2 separate regions of the Mus musculus genome follow, and region 2 is linked to region 1. The links are chromatin contacts, called in public Hi-C maps. All regions are on one chromosome and are shown on one strand. Each heading gives the region's core, a stretch centred on a gene start, on an enhancer-like site or on the middle of the called end of the contact. The rest is flanking DNA. Distances are from core to core; before and after follow the strand shown. Region 1 overlaps Gm17767 (predicted gene, 17767). Region 2 overlaps Myo1b (myosin IB).

Region 1 (3,593 bases), core at 945-3,444:
AGAACATACCACCACCACCTTAATTATTTTCTATTTTCACAGAAACATTGGCATTGTTGATACAATCTCCCATTTTGTGTTTTCTTTTTAAATTTTCTGTTTATTCTTTCAGAAGAACTCTAGAATGACTGCCCAAGTCAGAATGACTATCTCTGCCTTATCTTCAAAGCATGAGTCGGATAGATCAGAGCAGGAATCCAGTCATGCACAGTGTGACTGACACAAGGTGAGTGGCTAGCCTCTCTGATGGCCATGATTGTAAAAATGGTGCTGGAATTGGGGGTTGACGTAAGAAATGGTGAAAATAACTACTGAACCTACAGCAAGGGCTTGCGATGTGCCACACACTTCTAAACATTTTGTTTACAGTGATTGACTCGACTCTCACAATAGTCCTGTGGAGAACAGATTTTTCTTTCTCCTGGTTTCAAGATGCAGAAACCAAAGTGCATAGTAGTCAAATAACTTTCCAGTCCTGAGTCAGGCCAAGAGCCATGTGCTGGCGTCTGCTGTGCTCCTCTGCCTGCCAGCCAAGGGGCGGTTCAGAGAGCTATGTTGCCTTTGTTACATTGTTCATCTTCTGTATGCTTTCAATAAGTTATAGAGTTGTCTTCATTTGTACCAAGAACATTTTTAGTTAAGGTTAGGCATAAATGTTTTATGCCCTTTGGTACTATTGTTGATAGGTTTCTCTCTCTCTCTCTCTCTTTTTTTTAAATGTGTTTTCTTACTGGCTACTGGGGGAAATAGCCAAACTGCGATTCATTCCCAGTATGCAACTAAAAACACCATATCAGTACCACTGAACACGCCCCACAAGCAACAGTTTCAAGAATGCTAACACTGAACACTGCCGGTTGAAGCGAGGAGATTGATAATGAGAAAGAATGGACTAGCACTTCAGGCCTTCACCATTGCGCAAAGGAACAGAGACGAGAAAGAGTAGAAAGAAAATAAGAGGCTGGAAACGCACATTACACCCACCCCCAAGTTTTATTCTTAATCGTCTTTTTCTTGTGCTACTTTAAAATCTTTATCTATGATTTAAATTGACCAAGGGAAAATTTAAAAACAATATTTCCCCTGGTTAAAAAATTCTGAGGTAAAAAAAATTAAAAATAAATAAAAATAAATAAAAAATAATTAAAAAGAAATTCTGAGGTGAGCAAGTAGTTCTTCATATATAGATGCTCAAGTCCTGTTATACTTGACAAATGAGTCAGGGGAAACAAGCTTCTAGCTTGTTTTAAATTTAATTTCTCCTCAATAGACAAATATTGTTCATGTTTAGGGGAGGGAACCCTTGGGCAGTATGTTGAAATGTTTTGACGCGTGTGCGGTAGATGTAATTAAAAGTGAGAATGTCAGTCCTTTGGAGAGCATCTTACTGTCAGTCAGAATCTACTGTGTCACTGGAACAATGATTAATCTGCTATCAGTTGGGACAATGGCAAGAAAGGTTGCATTCAGGGTTTAAGAATAGGACAACTTAAGGAAGGTTAAATAAAGAGCTGTTTGCAAAGGGTGTTGGCTGTGGACAAAGTGGAAGGAATGGCAATGTACACAGGGATCACTGCCCATGAAACATGTCCCACCAGACCAGAGGGAAGGCTGATGGGACAGAAGCAGCCCTGTGAATAAGGCCACGGTACGAAGATTCCCAAAAGACAGTCAGATCCAGGTCCAGCACAATACACCTACTACACACTCAAAGCCAAAACAGTACAGAAAAAAAATTGGTAATTTCTAATACTCACTCAGCAACACGTTTGACTGTAACTTGATGAAACACAAGAAACACATTAATCTAGATTTAAAGTTATAAATAACAAAACCCTAAGAAATGAGAAAGGGGGGGAGAGAGAGAGACAGAGAGAGACAGAGAGAGACAGAGAGAGAGAGAGAGAGAGAGAGAGAGAGAGAGAGAGAGAGAGAGAAAAGAGTATTTGATCACCACACTGGGAACTCCAGGAGCATATCTGAGCCTAAGGGCTCAACGACGGCAAATGGAGAAGTCTGGGTCTGTAGGTGTGCTGTTGCAGAAGAGCTAATCAGAGGCTCGGCAACCGCAGGAGCTCAGCTCACCCAAGCATGAGTCATCAAAGCTTAGAAGGAAGCCACTCAGCTAGGGAATCCGAGAAGTTAACTAGCACATGACACCATTGAGCCTGTCCAGAGCCAGGCCCACTACCTTTCTTCGACTTTGCCCTCCAGCCTTGTACAAAGCGCTCTGCTTTTGAGCACAAGGTTCAAAGATTCCATTCATACCAGTGGATGCCTGCAAATCACACACACTAGCCAGAAGCAGGAATTTCTTTTGAGAGGAAAAAAAAAAAAAAACCTCAAAGTGAGAGCTTCTTAGTTGTTCTGTAATTTGATGAAATGAAATATCCTATATTAAAATTTTAAAACATCTACAAACTAACCATAACGGCTCATACCTCCCTATAATCCTAGTTAGTTGGGAGGCTGAGGCAAATGGACTGTCAACAGTTCAAAGCCAGTCAGGGCTATGCAGTAAAACCTTGTTTTAACAAATCAAACCACCAACGGTGTTATCAGAGTACCTTCAACTATTTGCCTTTCTCGGCAATGTTTTCTTCTCTTTCTAACATCAATTTCCCTCATCTGGGGAGTAGAGACAGTAACTGGAAGAGGCAGGCTTATGATGATCTAGAAGCTCAGTTTCTGGGGAAAGGAAGGCCTCTTTTGTCAGAATTCTTCGAAATCTCATGGGAGCTTTTTTTTCACTGATTCAGCTGGGTCTGTCTCCGTCCTCAGAGAGAAATGAAACACCTGATGCGCCGTGCTTCCATGTCTTGACAACCCCAGCTGCTGGGAGTGAGTCAGCCTCACCTGAGCCACGCAGCGTAATGATGATGGGGGAAGGGACCTGTGTGCAGAACAGACAGACGGTAGAAACGCTTTTCCAAATGTTTATTTCTTCACATTAGCAATTATCAAGCTTGGCTACACATTACAATCACCTGGGAGCACAAGACCCAAGAACAATTTAGTCACAGGCTCTTGGCAACAGAAACCCAAGAATCAGCCTGATTATAGCAACAGGGTGTTACTAATGTACAACCAGGGTTGTCAGACATCATGTATAGACAATAGTATTTCTTAGGCTGTGGCCAGTTAAGGATGATATTGGTCTTGTTCTGTGATTGATGTTAACTTGTTATTCAAATCTAAAGCCTGATAAGATGAACAATAACATAGATTTTGGTTATTTCTGTGTTCTTGCATAGAAACTGACAGAACAACCAAAGACGGGTGGTGGTGGGGAAATCCATGGATGACTTTCACAACCAAACTGGATACAAAACCCACCCACACACCATAAAGTAAAATTCAATGATACCAGCACATAATGTCTGTGCAGTTGGTTCAAAGCGAAGCTACCGGATGGCTGAAAGATGAGATCGAGGGAAAGCAGACACTCCTCAGCTTCTGATGGGTTATGTCACAACAAATTTGTCTTAAATTCAAACTGGCACACGTCAAAACACATTAGACACCAAGGTTAGGCAATCCACAGCTTATGAATGGTGGCTAACCTTGCGGCTCCATGACTAGCTGAGAGCTGT
Region 2 (3,461 bases), core at 42-2,541, 380 kb after region 1:
ATGGTCTCCAACAGCAGCATCTTCATCCAGGCCACAGCTAACTGGGCAATGCACTCTGGTCGGAACAGTGCCGGCTTCCATGGGCCTGGGACCAGGCCACACAAACCACAGTCAAGGGGCTGCAAGCACTGACGTAGAAATTGGTGGAGATGCTGAGAACAAGTCATTTAGGGGAGCCTTGCAGAGGCCACCCTTCTGCAGGAAAGACTGACTCCTGAAGACAGAACACGTGGGGCAGACAGAAAAGCTTCAGATGCCGGGGTAGTTCCAGTTCTGAGCCTCAGGAGGTTCAGCTGAGCTTCTTGCCTTAAACATGGCCTGGCCTGATTTAACCCAGTGTGAGGAGTCATCGATCCTAGGTAGCACACTCCAAGCAAGCCAGCTGTTAGGGACTGAATGCTTGTGTTCTCCCACCTAAAGCTCTATTTCCCGGTTCTGAGGTACTAGAGGACACCAGGAAGGACATAGGGAGATTTTGTCTTTATAAAAGACATAAATGTGAGGGGATACCAATGTTTCTGTAAGCCATCAAGAGGAGACGCAGCAGAAACCAAATTTTGAACTTCCCAGCTTCCAGAGCTGTAAGAAACAAATGTCCATTGCTTAAGCCAACTCTGTCTACAGTGGACATCACAGCATCTCAGGCACTGTGACACACCAATCAATAATACCGAGTGAGTGTGTGTCCCTGCTCCTCCCCTGAGAAAGACAGGCTGGCACTCTGGATGCAAGACAGGTCCTGGCACATGTAGTTCTTTAAAGAGCTGGGTTTAGTGAACCACACAACCATAGGGGTGATTTCTGTTGTTCAATGTATGTGAGAAAGAGGGCTGACATCATTTGTGACAAGGTTCAGACTATGTTAATTTTCACTCCTACCAACATGCTTGCTAAGAGACATTTATATGTGTAGTGTCTATCTCCTGTGTTTATGTCACAAATTATAGTTAGCTGAATTTCCAGTCTTTTATTTCACTGGTAAAGCCAATACATGGGAGGGAGGCCCACTGTCAGCCTTTCTCCAAGGTCTTCTACTAAGACTACTGAATTGCTGCTCAGAGGGCTTTCATTAGAGTTCTAGGGAACAGGCAGTGAAGATCAAATAGCTTTGAACAAGGCCTGAGAGTAAAGAGACAGCTACAAATGTAAGTCCATCAGCCAACAGCCCTGTGTAAGGGTACGACTGTGACATTACGGTTATCTCAGGGTTAACACCCCAGAGGGTGTCTCTGCAAAACCAGAAGTGGACAGAATCACCACTGATCAAGGTCAAGGTTGGTCTCCACCCAAGCACGCAAACCAGCTTGATCAACAAGAGCTGCCTAGGAGCCAATGTCCACTCGCTCACTCCCAGGCAGGCTGTGGGGACTGGAAAGCAGCATCTAGACTTTGCAGTTCATAAAGAGATGGGGGCTTGGGAGGCAGGGAGGCTGTTTCCAGCTGTGGAAAGCAAATCTGACTAACATATCATCTAGACTAATTAGAAGGATTCTTGAGGTGCCGGGATAGTGAAGGTTTTAGATTACTAACCAGCGTATCTCCACCATTATCTCCTGATGGACGAGAATGACTCGGTGGAGAGTCAGGCATCACATCCCAGGCAAAACCTCCCTCCCGACAGAAAAAGCACTGGCTCCAAGAGGGTTGCTCCTCTGCGAGAGTCAGGAAAGATGGGCCACGCTAAGGGGCTTAGAGCCTCCCTGCACTTGCAGTAGTTATGTGCACACCCTTTGAGCTGAGTCCTAAATTGCCAAGCTCTTCAGAGCAACCCAGAGGTAAGATGTCGTCTGTCTCACTGTACATTATCCAAGTCATGCAGAAATAGTTTACCTGGCACATGACCTATAGATAACGCAATGCAAGGCCCTCTACAAAGGTCATGCTCGGAAACAGTAGAATGATGTTACTGAAAAGAGACTGTGAAAAAAATTAATACTTCAGTGAGTTTACAGTTTTGTGTTGGGCCATACTCACAGCTCTCCTGGGCCACAGCTGGCCCACAGGCTGAGGGTGAGACATACCAGGTACAAGGAAGGACCCCAGATGCATACTGGTACAGTCTGTATATCCATCTGAAACTTGGCAATAGTAAAATCAGACTGTAATCCAATGGAATTCACGTCTGGAATTCCAACTTCTGGTCTCCAAACTCAGGACGAGAGCAAGGTGTACACAGACTGGCAGAGAAGAAATGCAGCAGAAACGGCTTTCTTCTTTTGACCTTAAGAGCACACATGCTCTTCCACCGGTCTTTCCCCAAGGATGTCCAGGTACCTAATTTAATCACCTCATTTGCTAAAGACCTCCTCCATTCTCCTGGACTCCTACCTTTAATCTCCGTTCTTCTCTCTGCCAACAAACAGGATCTAGAATCCTCTGGAGATGAACTTCTGGAAGTGTCAGAGTGGGAGTTTCTGGCTTTGGTTTTATCAGACACACCCTACCTGTGTGGCACCATTCGAGAGTTGGGGGTTCAAGACTTAGCTGGGTGCCAGCATCCCTCTCTCTTTGCTTCCTGACTGTGCGTACAGTGTGTCCACCTCCCCCACCATGCCATGACTTCTCTGTGACAGTCTGCACACTTGAATGGTGAGCCAACATAAATGCTCCCCTTTTTTTAAGCAGCCCTTGCAACTTACTTTGTGACAGCAGCAAAGTAACTAGCACACATTCCCTAGGAGAACGCACAGCCAACACCAGGTCCCTACTGTCACTTCCCAGAGTTAGGTCCACTAAGTCATGTCAGGAACTTCAGGAAGGAACATCTCATCAAGGCTCACCAAACAGCCACATCCTGTCCTTCCCCCCTTTGTTTCCTCACACCCCACCGAAGCGTCCCTCGCCTTCCACAAGCCCGGGAGATGCAGAACACTAGTGTTAAGAGGGAACCTGTAATCATGCTACACAACTCACAGGGAGCAGCGTTACAAGAATCAATGAGCTAACGTCTGAAGGGCTACGATCCCTGAGGGACAAGGTAGCCAAACACCATAAACCACTGCTCCATCCAGAAACACAAACTCAGCTGTACGAGGGAATGCGCTAATTATAACTCTTAGACTTCTCAATCCATTACCTCGAGGCGGATAAAAAAGATTCCAAGGAGTCAAATGTTTAGATTGGCGAACCCTGGGACCCCAGTGTGAATGTAAAACTGCTCAAATATAACTGGCAAGCTGACAGCAGTCATTGGCCCCTTCGGATCCACAGGTGCCAAGAGCACCAAGTAATTATTAAACTGAGTACAGCCTTCGGGAAAACCAACTGCCCTTCCAAAAGAATCCACTTACTAATCAGAAGGTACTAAGCTCATTTTGTTCCACCGGATAAAAATCCCACCAAAGTCCTCTAGTGCCCTGCCAGCCCTCTCCCTCTGCTTACACCACCTGTCCACTCAAAGCCTGGACCACTGAATGCCAGAACAGTGCTCTACCGCTAAGCTACATCCTTAAGACTTCTGC

Evidence for each region. Hi-C and Micro-C count contacts between places; a contact is called where the count stands out from the background.
Region 2: a Hi-C map of liver shows a contact between it and region 1, with 3 times the contacts expected there. The contact joins two enhancer-like sites. A contact is called at or near these places in 1 of 484 Hi-C or Micro-C datasets (liver) and 1 of 9 other capture datasets (adipose tissue).

What each region holds. Positions count from the first base shown.
Region 1 is chr1:51,507,152-51,510,744 of GRCm38.p6, forward strand. Gm17767 (predicted gene, 17767) reads right to left here. Exons shown (of 4, transcript NR_151621.1): 4 at 2,354-2,893. Among named protein-coding and RNA genes, the nearest start is that of Nabp1, 31 kb to the left of the region's middle. Within about 2 kb of position 2,195, at least 220 of the 459 cell types and tissues checked have an H3K27ac peak or open chromatin away from gene starts, as enhancers often do. A contact at or near this core is called in liver, where this site is marked.
Region 2 is chr1:51,890,925-51,894,385 of GRCm38.p6, forward strand. The region is part of intron 1 of Myo1b (myosin IB); the gene reads right to left. Among named protein-coding and RNA genes, the nearest start is that of Myo1b, 23 kb to the right of the region's middle. Within about 2 kb of position 1,292, at least 17 of the 459 cell types and tissues checked have an H3K27ac peak or open chromatin away from gene starts, as enhancers often do. A contact at or near this core is called in liver, where this site is marked.